Regions from separate parts of the Mus musculus genome. Here all the other regions are linked to region 1. Evidence: chromatin contacts called from public HiChIP or PLAC-seq data. All regions are on one chromosome and are shown on one strand. The core of a region is the stretch at or near the end of the contact, and the rest is flanking DNA. Distances in the headings are between cores, read along the strand shown. Region 1 overlaps Cald1 (caldesmon 1). Region 2 overlaps Slc23a4 (solute carrier family 23 member 4). Region 3 overlaps Bpgm (2,3-bisphosphoglycerate mutase). Region 4 has its middle 19 kb from the start of Cald1.

What was found. HiChIP or PLAC-seq counts read pairs in DNA pulled down with a chosen protein or histone mark.
Region 2: a contact with region 1 is called in a FOXA1 HiChIP or PLAC-seq map of pancreatic cancer cells. The contact joins two enhancer-like sites. A contact is called at or near these places in 3 of 39 promoter capture datasets (cranial neural crest, frontonasal cranial neural crest and maxillary cranial neural crest), 1 of 115 datasets of contacts at active chromatin or transcription factors (pancreatic cancer cells) and 1 of 9 other capture datasets (liver).
Region 3: an HNF4G HiChIP or PLAC-seq map of pancreatic cancer cells shows a contact between it and region 1. The contact joins two enhancer-like sites. A contact is called at or near these places in 5 of 39 promoter capture datasets (the C10 cell line, cranial neural crest, frontonasal cranial neural crest and 2 more), 2 of 15 datasets of contacts at CTCF or cohesin (the NIH/3T3 cell line and large pre-B cells), 15 of 484 Hi-C or Micro-C datasets (B cells, B-cell progenitors, the C10 cell line and 12 more), 14 of 115 datasets of contacts at active chromatin or transcription factors (SST interneurons, T-cell acute lymphoblastic leukemia, cardiomyocytes and 10 more) and 1 of 9 other capture datasets (embryonic stem cells).
Region 4: an HNF4G HiChIP or PLAC-seq map of pancreatic cancer cells shows a contact between it and region 1. The contact joins two enhancer-like sites. A contact is called at or near these places in 6 of 39 promoter capture datasets (the HPC-7 cell line, cranial neural crest, embryonic stem cells and 3 more), 2 of 15 datasets of contacts at CTCF or cohesin (CD8 T cells and the NIH/3T3 cell line), 3 of 484 Hi-C or Micro-C datasets (bone marrow-derived macrophages, long-term hematopoietic stem cells and pancreatic cancer cells), 2 of 115 datasets of contacts at active chromatin or transcription factors (embryonic stem cells and pancreatic cancer cells) and 3 of 9 other capture datasets (adipose tissue, liver and pancreatic islet).

Annotation. Positions count from the first base shown.
Region 1 is chr6:34,749,305-34,752,004 of GRCm38.p6, reverse strand. All of the region lies in intron 5 of Cald1 (caldesmon 1), which reads right to left. Among named protein-coding and RNA genes, the nearest start is that of Gm38787, 18 kb to the right of the region's middle. Within about 2 kb of position 1,309, at least 70 of the 459 cell types and tissues checked have an H3K27ac peak or open chromatin away from gene starts, as enhancers often do. A contact at or near this core is called in the NIH/3T3 cell line, a colorectal cancer cell line, pancreatic cancer cells and 1 more, where this site is marked.
Region 2 is chr6:34,964,831-34,967,646 of GRCm38.p6, reverse strand. All of the region lies in intron 2 of Slc23a4 (solute carrier family 23 member 4), which reads left to right. Among named protein-coding and RNA genes, the nearest start is that of Slc23a4, 12 kb to the left of the region's middle. Within about 2 kb of position 1,321, at least 38 of the 459 cell types and tissues checked have an H3K27ac peak or open chromatin away from gene starts, as enhancers often do. A contact at or near this core is called in pancreatic cancer cells, where this site is marked.
Region 3 is chr6:34,496,959-34,499,701 of GRCm38.p6, reverse strand. The region is part of intron 2 of Bpgm (2,3-bisphosphoglycerate mutase); the gene reads right to left. Among named protein-coding and RNA genes, the nearest start is that of Gm52898, 13 kb to the left of the region's middle. Within about 2 kb of position 1,356, at least 70 of the 459 cell types and tissues checked have an H3K27ac peak or open chromatin away from gene starts, as enhancers often do. A contact at or near this core is called in the NIH/3T3 cell line, a colorectal cancer cell line, pancreatic cancer cells and 1 more, where this site is marked.
Region 4 is chr6:34,578,368-34,581,067 of GRCm38.p6, reverse strand. No RefSeq gene overlaps it. Among named protein-coding and RNA genes, the nearest start is that of Cald1, 19 kb to the left of the region's middle. Within about 2 kb of position 1,352, at least 17 of the 459 cell types and tissues checked have an H3K27ac peak or open chromatin away from gene starts, as enhancers often do. A contact at or near this core is called in pancreatic cancer cells, where this site is marked.

The sequences.
Region 1 (2,700 bases), core at 60-2,559:
TCACTTTCCACATCCCACCATCTTATTGTCCTCTTGGCCCCTGGATGATTATGAGTGAGAGAAGGAGGCTTGGGCCCTGTAGAGCAGTGTAGAGAGTAGAATGCTTGGTGGCTGTCCTTGCCCTTTAGAACATATTGGTAGTCACTGAAAAGGCAGGAGGAGACAGTCTAGTTTCATTTTGGCCTGTCACTGTTGGATAGAGTCCTAGACACCATGGCCTAGAGTTCACACCCTGGTTAATATGTATCTGGGAATACAAATATAGAGGTGAGGGGAGATATTCCCAGGATACCCATGAAACAAATTCTGAGTCAAGTCTTACAGTTTATGGTGGCAACTGCTTAGGTAAATTTCTTTTAACTCACTTCTTTTATTTTGAAGTCAGAAATATTTTCATTTCCCCAAAAGGTATTATCAGATTTACTGGCCAAAAAAAAAAAAAAAAAAAAACAAAACAAAAAAAAAAAAAAGACAAAACAAAACCTTAAAATAGCTTTGTAAAAGCATTAGATGTCTATGAGAAGAAGAGTCTCCCACTCTACTTGTTGGGAAGGGTTTTGGTGGGTGGTCTCCTCATATTCTCAGGGGGAAAACTTTCTTAGAAACATTCTTAATGTAATAATGATGACTAGCGTTGGACTGAAAGTTATTTTCTCCTGAGAAATAAATAAAAGACTCCAGGGGATCCTTAAATTTTAGTTTAAAGAGTAGAGTGGATTAGATTCTATGGCAAATTCATGGCAAGCCCACAGCCTTCTGAGTCGCTGGGAACTAGATCTCTTAGGTATCTTGGAATGTTACCACCAAGAAAGATCTCTGCGGAAAGGTCACTGGGTGGTCACAAGTGTTGAAAGAGCAAGCAGGTCTCTTCATTCACAGATAACATGGCTGTACTTTAAACAGCCTCTAGATTCTTAGATGTTTGGATGAGACTCCGTTTAGCTGGGCTACTTAGTGGTAGAAAGCATGAGCATATGGGGGTGTGGGAACTTAGGAGGCGTGACCTTAAGCTGGAGAGAACTCAGGAGCCCAAGGGAACACATGGACCCGCCTGAGACGGGAGTCTCTGAGTCATGCTACTCTGCACGACAAAGTTCCAGAATAACAGCAAGACTTGGATGTCAGTTGCAGGCCTTCATGAGCTTCAGATCCCCAAATCCTCATCTGGATCCCTGCTCTACCCCACACATGTCCTCCTGGCTCCTTGCTCCTGAAATTTGGCTCATGGACAACTTAGACCTTCAGCAGAGAGCTTAGACTCCAGCTTAAAGCGCCTGAGTCATTCTTTAACCAAATTCCTGGATGCACATGCATGCTATGGTCACACTGTCTGTTCAGGACATGTGGGCCTGGGTGACAGGAATATTAGATTCGAAGTCACAAAAGACCCTGTGACTGACTCTCTCTCTCTCTCTCTCTCTCCCTCTCTCTCTCTCTCTCTCTCTTTGTTAAAAGCCAAGAAAACAAAACCAAATAGAAGAACTGAAAAGAGACAGCTTGTAATGGAAGAGGAGAGACAGAAACTTAACTATGTCTCAGAGTCAGAGATCATCTGCACTCCATGGCTGCCACAGAGCTCAGCTGCGGTGGAGGAATACAGGGGATTTGTTTATTTGTTTGTGTTTTAAAGCACTGGAGGGACTTTGGGAAATGCTTCCCTTAGCAGGGCAGAGGAATGTTTGTGTTCACTTTCGATTGGCCTAGCTGCTTATGTTGTATGGATCCCTAATCCTGCCAGGAAAGGTTTCTGCTTGCTTTTGTGATAAAAGAAAGAAGAAAGGAAAGGAAGGAAGGAAAGGAAAAAAGGAAAGAACAAACAAAAGGAAGAAAGGAAGAAAGAGGAGAGGAGAAGAGAGGAGAGGAAGGAAAGAAAGAAAAAAGGAAGGGAAAGAAGGAAAGAAAGAAAAGAAATGAAGGGAGGGCATAATAGGAAAGGGTTATTCAAAATGTCTGAATCATGCTAAATGATTTTAAATTGCCTATATAACACGCCAGTCCAGCTAGTTGGGAAGGGAGAACTCTATCCATTCAGTCGCAGTTTATCTATATACAATGATAAGATCTTAAAATTGATCTTTTGAAAAGGCTGATTGGAGGTGATTATCTAGCCTGGTATAAAAAAGGAGCCGGAAGTTCTGAGCCCTGGAATGTGCTGTTCGGCAAACTGGGAAAGGGACACTGGGAAAGGGACTGGAAAGCAGCTATTCCCTGGGGTGTCTGACTGATACCATGGACTTTCCCTTATCTGAGAAGAGGCAGAGGGATGACTGAGGATGAGCCTCCTCTGACTCAGATGGAGGCGTGGGATGCTTTGGCCATTAAAAGTGAATCACTCTCTGGCCTAAATGAACTTTCACATCAGCAGAGGGTATTTACTGAAGCCCTCTGCCCACATTTCACCACTGAGTTGCAGATCTCACGCTTTCTTCCCGTGTCTGACACTATTTGAGTTTGGTTCTGAGACAGCTTTGTCGTACAGATGGACCTTTACACAGTCCAGGGTGTTCAGCCGTCTCCTTAGCTGCCTGGTAGAGCTAAATTCAGTTTCCGGGTCATCAGTATTTGCATCTCCTCCCTCCTTCAGATAGCCAGGGCTCACGGTCAAACCACACATTCTACTAAAGTCGAGAGGAACGTAAGTCTTCAAGTAAATATACAGGGTCTTATGTGACTCTTACAAAGCCACCTAAGGGAACCACC
Region 2 (2,816 bases), core at 72-2,571, 220 kb before region 1:
TTCCTCCAGGCAATCCCACTGAGTCTCAGCTTCTTCCAGCAGATGGGCTTGTTTGGGAGTCTTCTTTGTAGCTTGGCTTATTTGACAATGACCCTCAGCAGTCTTTACAGTTTATATACATCTGGGAAGGGAGGGTGTGTCCTAGTGGATCTGATCAGTTTCAGGAACTCCCTGAAGCTATTTTGAGTTGTGTACTTCCTGTCTTAATGAGATTCCTTGAAATATGTCACCCCTCCTTAGAACATCCTGTTTTTCTTCCCTACAAGCATCCTTTCTTAAGTTTCCCTTCAAAATGGAAGGCTTTAATTTCAGAAGAAACTACATAAGTGTGTGTGTGTGTGTGTGTGTGTGTGTGTGTGTGTCTGTCTGTCTGTCTGTCTGTCTGTCTGTCTGTCTGTGTGGTGTATGTACATGTGTTTCCTTGACCACACATAACTCAAACAGAAACTCGAGGGAGGTGCCAGGTGTCCTCTGTCCCTCTGCTTTGTCCCTTTGTAGCAAGGTCTCTTCTTGAACCTGGAGGTGTGTTATTTCACCTAGGGTGGCAGCCAACAAGTCTTACAATGTTCCTGTCCCTGCTCACCAAACTGCAGGAGTTACAGGGTTGTGTGGGACAATCCAAGTTTTTATATGTCTGCTGGACGCCAAACTCCTCTCCTCCTACATGTGCGGCAAACATTTTTAAAGACTGAGCCATCTCTCAATCCTGTTTCTCTCTGTTTTAAAATTGATAACTTTGTTGCATCCTTTTTTTGGTTGAGTTTGTTTTTCCTCATTATGTTTTCTTTTAGAACTATTTCTAAATTATTCATCATGGACAGCTGCATTTGAATGGTTATTGTACTTTCCTTTAAATTATTCTAGCTTTTTTTTTCATTATTCCAGATTAATTTTCAAAGCATTTTGCTGAGTGAAATGGAACATTTTGGAATGCTGGTAGCATTTGCATTACCTCAAAAGATGAATCTGGGATATCTGGCAACTTTGTAATGTCAAATTCTTCTTTCAAGGGATGTATTGTATATCTGTCGCATCTATGCAAACCATCATTTGTTTTCTACTAGAGTTTTATTCTTTTAAAAGATTATCCCAAAGTCATTTAGGAGTGTTTCCTCTTCTGTATTTTGTGGCCACCTACACTGTTTCACTTGCTTCCTAAAGAAAGTCTTCACTAAGTCTTCAGACCAAGGAATCCTTTACTTTCTTGCTGTAAGATTCTGCACAGGCCAAAGTCACAGACTGTGAGTCACAGTGACATGTCAACATGGTGTTCCTTGCTCTTCCAGTCTGGAACACTTGGGTGTTGACGGCAACTTCTCGATCGCTTGAAACTTTCAGTTTCATTTTGCAAATGGGTCCTGAGCCCTGTTTGGGATGCTTAGTTGCTGTCTGTTAGCTTCCAGGTCAGAAGCTGGCAGTCTCCTGTTTTGTTTACTTCTCCTTCTACGGTAAAGTCATTGAGCTTATAGTTCCTGGGACAAAATGTTCCCTTCATCTTTTATATTTAAAAATTACACTTATTTATCAGAGGAGGTACAGCATACATCATGGACAACGCACAGGAGACAGTTATTTCCTTCCACCATGCAGGTTCCAGGGTTATAACTCAGGTATCAGGCTTGGCCACCGGTGCCCTTACTTGCTGTGTCATCTTGATTGCCCCAGGTTTCCTTTCTTCATCATGGACAGCTTCCAGTATTCTCATCTTCTCAGTGCACTTTAAACTTCTCATTAAGTGATGGAGAGTGGCTCAGAATTCTAAAAGTCTCAGCAGGATCCCTTTTTCCTTCCCTTTTTGTCTCATAAGCTGAGACTCTCAATTCTGAAGGATACAGACAGGATGGACCCTGGGCTGCTGCATCAGCATCATCTACAAGTCTCATCACAACTTCTTGGATCCTCCCATAGATATGTTGGAAGGTCAGACATCAGGTCTGGAGGTTTTAAGAGAACTGCACATAAGCTCATTAGAGATAGGGAATCAAGAGAGATTGGCGAAGTGAGGGAGGGAGGAAGATGCTGGTCTCTTGGTCTGTTTCTCATGGACATGTATCTTGCACTTGGGATAGGTCATCAGTGAGGTCACCTATGAAGTTTGGAGGATAACACTCACGTCAGATGACCAGGAACAGTCTTTATCAATGATGTAGTCACATCTGAACTTTGTTTTAAGGTGCTGCTCAAGGTGTTTACATTTTTCTGCATTCCTTCAGTAGATTAAGATGTGGAAGAGACATATTTAACATATTTAATCACTGTCTTGGTCAGGGTTTCTATTCCTGCACAAACATCATGACCAAGAAGCAAGTTGGGGAGGAAAGGGTTTATTCAGCTTACACTTCCATACTGATGTTCATCACCAAGGAAGTCAGGACTGGAACTCAAGCAGGTCAGAAAGCAGGAGCTGATGCAGAGGCCATGGAGGGATGTTCTTTACTGGCTTGCCTCCCCTGGCTTGCTCAGCCTGCTCTCTTATAGAACCCAAGACTACCAGCCCGGAGATGGTCCCACCCACAAGGGGCCTTTCCCCCTTGATTACTAATTGAGAAAATGCCTTACAGTTGGATCTCATGGAGGCATTTCCTCAACTGAAGCTCCTTTTTTCTGTGATAACTCCAGCCTGTGTCAAGTTGACACACAACTAGCCAGCACAGTCACTCTCTAGGTCACTTCAGCCTTCATTACCTTAGCTCTTCCTGTCTTTTCCCATCTTTGAGATGGGCAGAGCCTGCCCTTCCTGTTACCACAGATACTTGCTTGTATTTCATTTCCTAATACCTTCTCTCTTTGGAATGGAAATAAGGAGAAACCACTCG
Region 3 (2,743 bases), core at 107-2,606, 250 kb after region 1:
TATTATTTGAACAGGGATGAAACACTGATATATGTTATTGATATGGAAAACACTGTAGTAAGTTTTTTTTTAAAGTGCTGGAATATAGCTTTCAGTAGTGCTTGCATAAAGCCCACAAGGCCTTGGGTTCTGTCCCCAACAATATGTAAATGGCTTTTAAAAGGCCAGTCACAAAAAGACTACTTATTGTATGACTCCATCAACAGAAAATGTTCAGAGCAGAGAAGCCCATAGTGACGCAAGTGGATTAGCAGCTGCCCAGGGCTGGGAGAACCAGACATTGCCATTGGAGGAGCAGTTTCCTTTGGGGAAAAATTAGAAGAATCTATCTACATTTGAATCAAGCTAAGCATAACTTACATATTTTATTATCATTATTTCTTACAATAAAAACATTCCAAATCCTTTCTTCTAGTTTTCTGAGCAATCTTGAACATAACTCAGCTGCTGTCGTCCTACCACGTATGCAACAACACAACAGAACTTCTTATTCTGCTACAGCTGCGACTTAATACCCCTTGATCAGCATTGTCTCTGGTCCTTACTTATAAACACTGTGTCGATGGATCGAGGACCGTGGACATCACTCACATCCACTGGACCCTCAGATACGGATTCAATCGGTCACCAATGGAAACTGTCGGGAAACAAATGCATCTGCACCAGTCGAAACCTTTTCCCCTTGCCACTCCCTGCATCAGAGTAGAGCACCGATTCCCACAGTTCGAGGCCACAGACAATCTGAGGAGTAGGAGGCAACGTGCATCAGCTATGTACAGACACCACCTGCTTCACACCGGGACTTGAACATCGACCTACAGATTTTTGTTAACTGCAGGGACGTCTGGAACCATCCTCTACAGTTACTTGTACAACTAACTACACACTAAAAACCACTCTCAGGGGCAGTTACATGTGGGTTTTAGCTCACTACAGCTGTTAACAAAAATACTAAGCAGATCCAAAAGGCCTGTTCAAGTCTCAAGGCTTTTAAGTCTATAAAAACTGAGCTGTCCTTGCAGTCAGCACTTAAACCCTGGTCTTCTGCATTGTTTACTGCTGTTTCTAACACTGAAGGTGAAAGAGAATGTTTTAATTTTTGCTCAGCTCTGGTAAAGGCTGCGTGCTAACTGGACATCAGTCCCAGTGTTCTCACAGGAAACAGGGAGGAGCAAGTCTGTCTGACTTAAAACAGCTAAGCCCAGGAAGCAGATGGCCAGGTCTAGAGGTCACCTGTGCGATCTCAGAAACATGTTCTAGGTTTGCATCAGGAAGCTGGAGTGCATCACAGGGGACTCAGTGGTTTGACTTCGATGCAACAGGAGCCAGCAGGCCAAGTCCTTGCCCAAGGTTTGCTTTTATTTAATGACTCATCCCTGTGTGAGTCCACTAAACAAAGGCCTCCAGACTATAGCATGCCACTAACAGAAAGAGAACTTAAAAAAAAAAAGTTTCCAATGAAGTTAACATTCTATTTTAATAATGCCTCAAGCTATTCACAGAGTAAACTAATTACTTACAAATTCTTAAAATGCTTAGACTGGTTACTAATCAGTCAATGAGACCTAAGCGGCTGACATTTTAAAATAGCAAATTAAGAAAACCACAGGGAAGCCATTGCTTGTTACTAAAAGTTGGCATATACTAAATGCTTCATCCTAGGAAAGCTAAGTAAACAGAACTTCCCCGCTGCACTGCCCCAAACCAAACCAGCAAAAGATGCTATGCATTATACTCTTAAAAATCCATCCACTGGGCCACCAAACAGAAGCTAAAATGTGTAGTCAGGTATCACACCTCCTGCCTAGCTCAGCTTTTGATTTATTGATTTGTTTATTTATTTATTTAAATCATTAGGACTCATGTAGCCCAGGCTAACCTTAGCCTCACTTCGTAGCTGAGGATGACACAGAATCTCCGATTCTCCTCTTTCCACCACCACCACCCCCCCCCCCGCCCCCCCGGGTGCTATGAGGACGCCTGCACCACCACACCCAGTTTTATGCAGCGCTGTTGATCAAAAGGCAGGGCTTCACACATTCTAGCAGAACACCACCCCAGTCTCCAGTTCACGTTTAACCAAGTCCAAGAGCGCCTTCTTGGAAATGGCACCAGGTTCTTTCTCTCTCTCTACCTTCTTTCCATCACAGTCCCTCTGAAGCCATCTCTTCACTTTACACCTGGTGTCTTCAGCGTTTAACTATGTGGCACAGGCTTGCCTTGAACTGGAAATTTTCTACCCCAGCCTCTGGAGGGCCGAGCCTACCATAGGCAAGCATCGGAATACCTAGAGCATCTTTAATTCTCCAGTCTCTATGCAGGAGCTTCTCGAAACCCACTGCAACCACTGGAAATGGTGGAAGCATTTCAGATAAGAAAGAACGAAAGTTTAGGAGAAAACCATGTGAGTAAATTGATACCCAAAATGGAAAACTTAAATAACTTATTTTCTACGTGCAGGAGTAGCTTCCGAAAGTCAATTTGCAGGCTGGGCGTGGTGGCGCACGCCTTTAATCCCAGCCCTCAGGAGGCAGACGCAGACGGATTTCTGAGTTTGAGGCCAGCCTGGTCTACAAAGTGAGTTCCAGGACAGCCAGGGCTATACAGAGAAACCCTGTCTCGGAAAACTGAAAAAAAAAAAAAAGAAGAAGAAGAAGAAGAAGAAGAAGAAAAAAAGAAAGTCAACCTGCCGGCACTCCCTCTAAGTCATGGTAACAAACTAGAACACAGGACACTGTACTTC
Region 4 (2,700 bases), core at 103-2,602, 170 kb after region 1:
AGTTATAGATCCTGTACTTATGTATAATTTTCAATTCCATGATGTTCTACACAAACCTGTCCTTAGAAGTAGTATCTCTAAGTCAGTCTTTGGGATAGAGACATTCCAGGAAATTTTTATTGAACTTGTCTATTCAAAGCCTGTGTTGCTGCTCTACAAGACACGATAGTCAAGCTGTACACACAGACTTAGGAATGGAGACAGAGGCATATGGATAATTATTAGTCTCCATATTTCAGTGTCTGACTAGCACAAAATATCATAGAATGATACTTTAAAATTTTAAAAACAATTTGGTCTTCTTTATATGGTCCTCAGATTAGGTGATCCATCTTACTTTGGGTGTTATGAGGTAGGGAGCTCCAAGCAAGTCTTCCAAACTAGCATTTTAATGTGTTTCCCCTTCCCTGAAGAAAATGGAACTAGAGATGGGCTAGATTCAAGAAGACTGGTCTGCACCTTCTCTGAAACAGGGTCCTATGTCTTGGAGCATATCTATCTGGGGTCAGATACAAATGGGGACATTTGTCAGGCATGAGTAAGAGTGATCAGGAAGTCTGGGGCTATGCTCAGAAGAAGGTCTAGCGGTTCCTCCTGTCCATTTCTGCTGTCAAACAAAGACTGTGTTTCACTGGGAACTGGATTTTCTTAGTGAAATGAGAAGATTCAAGATTTCCCGTAGCTCAGTCAAACTTACTTTGGACATATCCTGAATTTAGACTAAGGCTCCGTGTAATAGATAAGGCAATCTTTCTCTGGGCACTACGTATGTCTTCTGTTGGCAAGGTACCTGAGGGTGGAGGGTCAGTTTGAACGTTCCTAGCTCTGTGTCAAATAGTGTTTTTTGTTTTTTGTTTTTTAAGACAGTTGGGAACTACAATGATCGGCTTACAGATGTTTCAAAATATTAAAAAAGTAGAAATATATCTTATTATCTCTTTCTGTGTGTTTAATTAGTTTACTAGCATCTTTTAAAACAAGACCCTGGGCCATCTGTGTTATCATTACTTTTCCCTTACACATCTCCATGAAGTCAGTAGGCGAGTGTTGTGGCAAGAAATGAGTTTAAGAACCTAATCTCAGAACCTGGAGAATTTCAGAACACAGAAAGCATACGCACTGCAAGTTAAGCCACTTGAGAAAGTACTCTCAGCGCTTACCAGCCATCTCACAGAGTTGACACGGAGTGCAAACATTAATAAATGCAAACATACTTTGTAAACAGGGGTGCCCAGTTCTGAGTGAGTGCCATTGATATAAAAACTGAAGACTGGAATACAACTCACCCTCCGAGTTTTGTTATTTTAAACTTTAATCGCTGCCAACTCCCTGACTATTGGACCTTGACCCTAGGTAGACCACAGAACACTGCTTTCTGCAGCCACAGAACTTTTTCTGATATTTGTCATTCCAAAGAGATCAGTGACATTCCACTGGGCACTGAGAGGAAAGCACACAGTTTTCCCTCAATATCAGGATAGACTATGGTTTTGGAAGTTCTAGTCAGGAAGTTAAGAAATAAAAAAAGAAAAATGTGTTTAGGATCACCTTTAAATAGAATTTCTAATGCTCTAAGGACCCATCTGATCGCACCCATGCCCCTCCTCTAGCATGCATGCTCTGTCCGGCTTCCTGCCCTCCACCACTCATTGTCAGAACCTAATGGTCTCAAGATTTGTTTTCTAAGAGGCCTGTGCCAAACTACACAAATGACTTACTATGCATTGCTAAGGCTCAATGGTGTTTGGTATTTTTCTCTGTCTAAAAAGCCCTTGTGCTCTAGGACTGTTTTGTCTTATAGCGACCCTCCTCTTACCTTACCCACTGCCGGCAACCATCTTCTTCTGCTCTGTCTCTGTGTTGTATGTTTCCTTTCAAAGTTTTGAATATTGCTTTGCATGTGAGTCTCTTGACTTATGTAGATGGAATTACTGTATATCGTCCGGATTCTTGTCTTTCTAGCTGTTATGCTTTTATGATCCAAAACAAAACAAAAAAGCAACAGCAAAACAAACCAAAAACAAAACAAAACAAAACAAACAAACAAACAAAAAACCACTGACAATAGAATTTGCCTTAGTATGATTCCCATTTTAAACTCAAAAGATAGGGGAAATTTCATGCTGAGTGCAAGCTGTGGTTAAATGTGTGTATGAACCGACGGTTAGGGCCTCTTAGTATCTTCTATGTCTCTGTCTCTGTCTCTCCTGCCTCTACTTGTAGCATCCTCACTGCTATGCACCTGCTTGCTCATCTGGATTTTGCTGTAACTTACTCTCTTTGCATCCTTTCTTTCTTCAGCTTCAACCCCCAGCCCCAATGAACGCTTCTTCTGCAACAGGAATGGAACAGAATCCTGACGGTCCTCTGCTTCTCCATCATGTTCAGAATGAAATACTGCAAGTCTCAGCTTGCCCCACCCTGCGTCAGACTTCATCTCTTTCTGCTCCTGACCCCTTTTCCTCACTGTAACTCTATTGTGCAACAACACACTGTGTTGCTCGGGCCTTTACAATGACATCTTACTCTGCCTGGAATATTCTTTCCCTTTATACATCTGCCGGACTTCTCCTGCCCTTCCTCAGATTTGTACTGCCAATGTCAACAAGATCTCACTGCACCCACCCTTCCCCACCTCCACACCCCAGAAAAAGGTTTTCCTTTTGAAAAAGGTTTTCTTTTGAAAAAAATTGAAGACAT